Regions from separate parts of the Zea mays genome. Here region 2 is linked to region 1. Evidence: chromatin contacts called from public Hi-C data. All regions are on one chromosome and are shown on one strand. Each heading gives the region's core, a stretch centred on a gene start, on an enhancer-like site or on the middle of the called end of the contact. The rest is flanking DNA. Distances are from core to core; before and after follow the strand shown.

The links. A called contact is a pair of places that touch in the nucleus more often than the background predicts.
Region 2: a Hi-C map of endosperm shows a contact between it and region 1, with 2.4 times the contacts expected there. The contact joins the promoter of LOC100502220 here to the enhancer-like site in region 1. A contact is called at or near these places in 4 of 25 Hi-C or Micro-C datasets (bundle sheath, ear, endosperm and 1 more).

The regions. Positions count from the first base shown.
Region 1 is chr3:7,428,363-7,431,447 of Zm-B73-REFERENCE-NAM-5.0, forward strand. No RefSeq gene overlaps it. Among protein-coding and RNA genes, the nearest start is that of LOC542585, 100 kb to the right of the region's middle. Within about 2 kb of position 1,744, at least 4 of the 20 cell types and tissues checked have an H3K27ac peak or open chromatin away from gene starts, as enhancers often do. A contact at or near this core is called in endosperm, where this site is marked.
Region 2 is chr3:7,537,615-7,540,632 of Zm-B73-REFERENCE-NAM-5.0, forward strand. LOC100502220 (Zinc finger CCCH domain-containing protein 59) reads right to left here and starts at 1,281. Exons shown (of 7, transcript NM_001196697.1): 1 at 881-1,281; 2 at 691-786; 3 at 1-35. The coding sequence starts at 1,228.

The DNA of each region.
Region 1 (3,085 bases), core at 494-2,993:
TCGAGACTCCCGAAACGGAGCAGCGTCCTAGGCTGAAGAGGTTGCTGGAGACTACCCATCTGGAACTTGACGGGAAGTTGTTCGTCAACACGCAGCAGGCCCCTACCTGGCGCGCCAACTGTCGGTGTTTCGACCCCGGGGGGTCCCTGGACCGACGAGTAAATTGTCGCTGCGTGTCCCAGCCCAGATGGGTCGGCGCGAGATGGAACACAAGGGGGAAAGAGAACCGCGGCTCGTGTTATCCTGCGCCCAGGGCGGATGCGCTTGCAGTAGGGGGTTACAAGCGTTCGCGAGGGAGGGAGAGAGAGCCTGTTCGTCAGCCCGTCCTCCCGCGCGGCCACCTTCCCGTACGAGGGCCCTAGACCTTCCTTTTATAGATGTAAGGAGAGGGTTCAGGTGTACAATGGGGGTGTAGCAGTATGCTAACGTGTCCGGTAAAGAGGAGTCAGAGCCCTATGTACATGCCAACATGGCTGTCGGAGAGGTGTTAGAGCCCTGTGCATGCGATGTCGTGGTCGTCGGAGGAGCGCTTGAGCCCTATAGAAGCACAACTGTCGGGGCTGCTGGGACCTTGCTGACGTCTCCTTGCTTCCGTAAGGGGCTGAGAACCGCCGTCGTCATGGGCGGACGCGGGGTGCCATCATTACTTGTTTACTGGGGCGAGCCTGGATGGGACGCCGGTCTTGTTCCCCCGTAGCCTGAGCTAGCTAGGGGTAGGGTAATGATGCACCCCCTGCGGCGTGGTAGGTCCGAGCCCAAGGTCGGGCGAGGCGGAGACTCCTCCTGAGGCCGAGGCCGGGGTCGAGCGAGGACGCAATTCCGTCCGAGGTCGAGGTCGAGCCCTGGGGTCGGGCGAGGCAGAGACCACCTTCCGAGGTCGAGGTCGAGGTCGAGCCCTGGGGTCGGGCGAGGCGGAGACCACCTTCCGAGGTCGAGGTCGAGGTCGAGCCCTGGGGTCGGGCGAGGCGGAGTCCATCTTCCAAGGCCGAGGCGGGGGCCGAGCCCTGGGATCGGGCGAGGCGGAGTCCATCTTCCGAGGCCGAGGCGGGGGCCGAGCCCTGGGGTCGGGCGAGGCGGAGCTTCCTGTGGTGCCTGAGGCTGGACTCAGCTGCTGTCAGCCTCACCCTGGCGGGTGGCACAGCAGTCGGAGCGGGGCAGGCGGCGCTGCTTTCTTGTCAGGTCGGTCAGTGGAAGGGCGAAGTTACTGCGGTCACTTCGGCTCTGTCGACTGAGGACTGCGCGTCAGGATAAGGTGTCAGGCGATCCTCGCATTGAATGCTCCTGCGATACGGTCGGTTGGCGAGGCGATCTGACCAAGGTTGCTTCAGTGCGAAGCCTGCCCGAGCTGGGCCTCGGGCGAGTCGAGGGTGCGCCCGTTGCTTGAGGAGACCCTCGGGCGAGGCGAGATCATGTCCCTTGAGTGGACGGAGCCTTGACCTGAATTGCGCCCATCAGGCTCTGCAGCTTGTGCTGATGGTGATTACCAGCCGAGTTTATGCACTGTTGGGGTACCCCTAATTATGGTCCCGACAAGTATGCTCCGGCTTTAGTTTCGATCAAAGTAAAAACAAGTACTATACAATCGATTCAATCAAAGTAAAAATTACTTAGCACCTCTCTGGTAGATGCAAATCGATATAAAATATACCAACCAAACAAGCGCCAAAAGTGGCTGCATGCATTTAGCTAGCCTATCACACTACGCAACGACCTGGCTGGTAGATGCAGGTCAGGCTGCTCTTCTTAGCAACGAACCAAATCCACAGTGTAGGAGCCGGAGCAACTCCAAGGATCACGTCCCGCTCTGCACTGACGCACCTTGGATGGTAGCTGATGATTTTTCAGATGCCACATGTCATTCCGTTACTTCCAGTCATTTGACACATGCAGTGCACTCTTCTTAATGAAATACATGCAGTGCACGTTCGAGAGAGAGAGAAAAAGATCCATCAGGCGCAATTGTACAGAAGACATGTCGACAGTAACATGCTACCAGCATGACGAATTGTATCATTGCACCTGGAGCTGTGGACTTTCAATCATCTAAGTATGTGAGGGGCTGAGGGCAGACACAAAATAACCCTGTTTATATTTTTATTTTCGTATGAAATTGTCAACATGATTAAAATGTTTCTCATCTTTTGTTATCAGCACTCCATGCTTAGTACTGAGCAATATTATAGGTCGTTGAAAAAGCATAAATATAATATATTTGGAGTTTTTTTTAGTACTAGTTGACTTTAGAATACTAGAATTTCCACGGACGGATGTAAATGGTTCATCGTCCTCGTCCAAGTTCTTTCGATCATATTAAATACTAGTATAATTTGCAGAAACAACTAAATGGACATGTTATCAATATTATCAGGTGTGCTTGACTTCTAGAGGATGCGCTGACAAGTAATAAAAATGCAGTTCATATCTCCAGAACTCGTGGTTTGCATATATACATTTGACCGTTTCTTTGGCATGCCCTCTTCACTATTCTTCTGAAGTTGAAGAAGAAATTGCTCAGCCAATCGTGATGCTAATGTGGAGCTGCTGACTTTGGTGTCAATATATTGTCGCTGCGACGTTGCTCCTGCTGCTAACTTGTCAGTTCCATCAAACAAACATTCCTGTAGTTTATTGCAGTGTGTGTGTGTATATATATATATATATATATATATATATATATATATATATATATATATATATATATATATATATATATATATATATATATATATATATATATATATATATAACCTGTATAAATTCTTTCTCAGCTCCTGACGAGTTGACCTTGCTTTTTTCAGGTTAATGATGAGTTGACAACTTGACATGCTCCATTAAGAGCACATAAACTGCATCACGTATGAAACAGGCATGCGCAGAAGTAGAACTCTTTTTTCCATAAAAAAAAATCTTTTTTATTTATACACAGATCGAGAGCGACATCACTGGAACAGATGATACGAACCGGACCATCTGATTGAGATATGAAACCACCCTTCTTCACTGCACTTAATTTATTTCTCGGTTGAAAAATATAACACTCATTTCATTTCCTCGAACTAACCTCCAACTAACAGCAAGAACATAT
Region 2 (3,018 bases), core at 31-2,530, 110 kb after region 1:
CTAACCTTGCCTCCCATCTTGATGACATCAACACACTATTGCAGAAACATTAAGAACAAAAATTGTAATATGATAACAGATTATATTTTTTTTCCATCCTCTTGGATATACTCCCACATATCTCTATCTATATTTTCTCTTTTTCTTTACTTTGTTCTTTTTTCTCATTGCTATTTTTTTACATAAATGCATGACTATCCACTAATGAGATAGCTGTAATCTCTGAAGATTCACTTGCAGATCATGCAACCATATGTATCAACCAAGTGACAACCAACCAGATAGCGCCACAAACTGATACCAAGCAAACGGGTAACCGAAGCAGGCGAAGAGCCTCCAATATATAGCAACAAGGCTAGCCTGACAGATAGCATCCAATCCAAACCAGGAGCACAGGATCACCCAACTAATCATAAGAGATCCGCTGACGATTGGTGATTTAGGCACAACCAATCAGAAAAAAAATCAGGAGTCACCATTCGGTTATGGTTGGTTCCATAGGGTGCACACATTGCTAATCAGCACATGAACCACCACGAACAATGACAACCTCCTCACTGGAACCTCCGTGGAAGCAGCCCGTTACTCGTCCATAGTCAGAGATATTGTTGGTAGCCCGTGCATATCAGAGATATTGTTGGTAACCCGTGCATAATCAGATACATCGTCGGAAGCCGAGAACCAAGCTACCTTGCCGGAATTGCAGTCCCAGATGCGAACAGATCCGTCGACGCTGCCGGAGTAGAGCTTGTTCGAACCAGACGGCAGAGAAATCCCACCGATAGCCTATCAGATTTTATGATTACTGTAAGACTCCACCACAGAAATTGGCGATCGCGTCGAGATAGAGAATTTTCAGAGAGATGGGGGAAGCGCGCACCTCGGTGTGTCCAGCAAGGGCGCAGAGGAAGACGAATCCGCCCTCACCGCTGCAGCGGCGCTTCTCCTCAAGGGGCGGCCTATCGTCTCCATGCGCCAGTTTCGGCTTCGACTCAGCCGCGCGCGCGTCGGGCACATCGGGCTCGGCACGGCGACCCAAACCGGATCGCACCGCCTTCTGAGAGGGTTCGAGAGGTCTCGTGGTCGCTGGATCAAGGCGGGGGGAAGGGCGGGAGGCCTTGGCGCCGCCGCTGGGCTTGGGTCTGGTGTAGGGGCTCCGCCGTGCGGGTTTGGGTGCGGAAGAATGACCGGTGCGGAGGCGTGTGGCGAGCGTGGAGGAGATCGGCATAGCGGCGCCGGTGGTTGGTGTCTCGCGTACGCGCGGCTAGGGCTAGTCTCGCGTACGCGCGGCTAGGGAAAGATCCGAAGAAGAGCGCGGTGCGGGTAGAGGCGGTTCTCAAGAGTTGAGAGTACGCTTATTATATATACCGCATCTAGCGTCCGACCCGTAAAACGTATTGATGGGAACCGGGATTGTACTCCTACTATTCTTAGGGCCCGTTTCAATCTCATGGGATAAACTTTAGCTTCCGGCTAAACTTTAGCTATATGAATTGAAGTACTAAAGTTTAGTTTTAATTATCACCATTAGCTCTCATGTTTAGATTACAAATGGCTAAAAGTAGCTAAAAAAAAGCTGCTAAAGTTTATCTCACGGGATTGGAACAGGGCCTTAGCATTGGAGTATGTACTAGGGCCTGTTTCGTTCCTTTGGATAATCCAAATATTTTAAGACTCCGTATTTTTTATAGTTAAAATCTAAAATATCCTTGTCTAGTTAAAATCTAGAATATCCTTGTCTGACACTTGTTGTTGGTTATACTTTAGGGGGTGTCTGGTTGATCCTGCTAAAGTTTAGCCCGGGTCACATCAAGCGTTTGACTTTTAAATAGGAGTATGAAATATAGACCCAACCAACTGGACTAGATTCGTCTCGTCTTTTAATCTTCGGCTGACAAATTAGTTTTATAATCCGACTACATTTAATACCCCGAACGGAGGTTCAAACATTCGATGTGATAGGGGCTAAATTTTAGCAGGGGCAAACCAAACACCCCTTAGTGACACTTTTGTCTTTTTAGTATGTCACTTCGCCAATTAGGGCTAGAAATTGATGTCTGGAGATCCGAATTATCCGTATTCGTATCCGCTAAAACTGCTAATATGGATATCTGTATCCGTATTCGATTTCAATATGGATGTCACATGGATGTATTCGAATTCGATTTACAGTATTTTTCTCTATCTGATTTCATATTCGTATTCGAAAAAACCATGAAGTATCCGATACTATCTATATCCGTGAAAAAAATATGTTTCATGGAACCATTTAAAACTTAACTTTATCACTAATTTCTAATTAAAATGACTTTAAGTTTAATAATATACTAGTGATATTCAATAATAAAATTCAATAGGTTTCATAAACATTCAATTATAACTCTCCACTTTATCTATACAGTGAACACATCTCAACGAAGTTCCATAAACATTTAACTATAACTCTCCACTTTACAATATATAGATAAATTTCTTCATGATTTTATTTAAGTTTTAGTACACATATTTATATAGGACATTCATTCATTTTAGAACGGAAAATTAGTTTTTCTTAGAACATTTACTATTTTATATCAATTCTAATATACTTATATTTCTACAAATGTCACTTATTAAATATCACATAGTTGTTTATCTTTTGTTACATGCTTCGATAGTTTAAAAATATTATTTATATAGTTTTGTTGACTTGGATATGGAGGATCACGAGAAATCTATTTTAATTTAAATTTGTTTTGACTATTTATTGACTATATATAAACTTGTACTTAAATAAAAATCAAAATATACGTAAGTTAAATTTTAGGGTATGTTGTTTGAATTGAATTGAGTAAATATCCAAATAAGAATTCGGAATCGACTATCCATTTTGTATTCGTATCTGAAGATACTCGAATTTGTATCTGAATTTGGACTAAAATATGGTAAATTGTGACATTCGAATTCGTATCCGTGTATATTCGATTCGTTTCCACCAATATCTCTGATATCTACAAATAGCAAGGAAGTCATAGATAA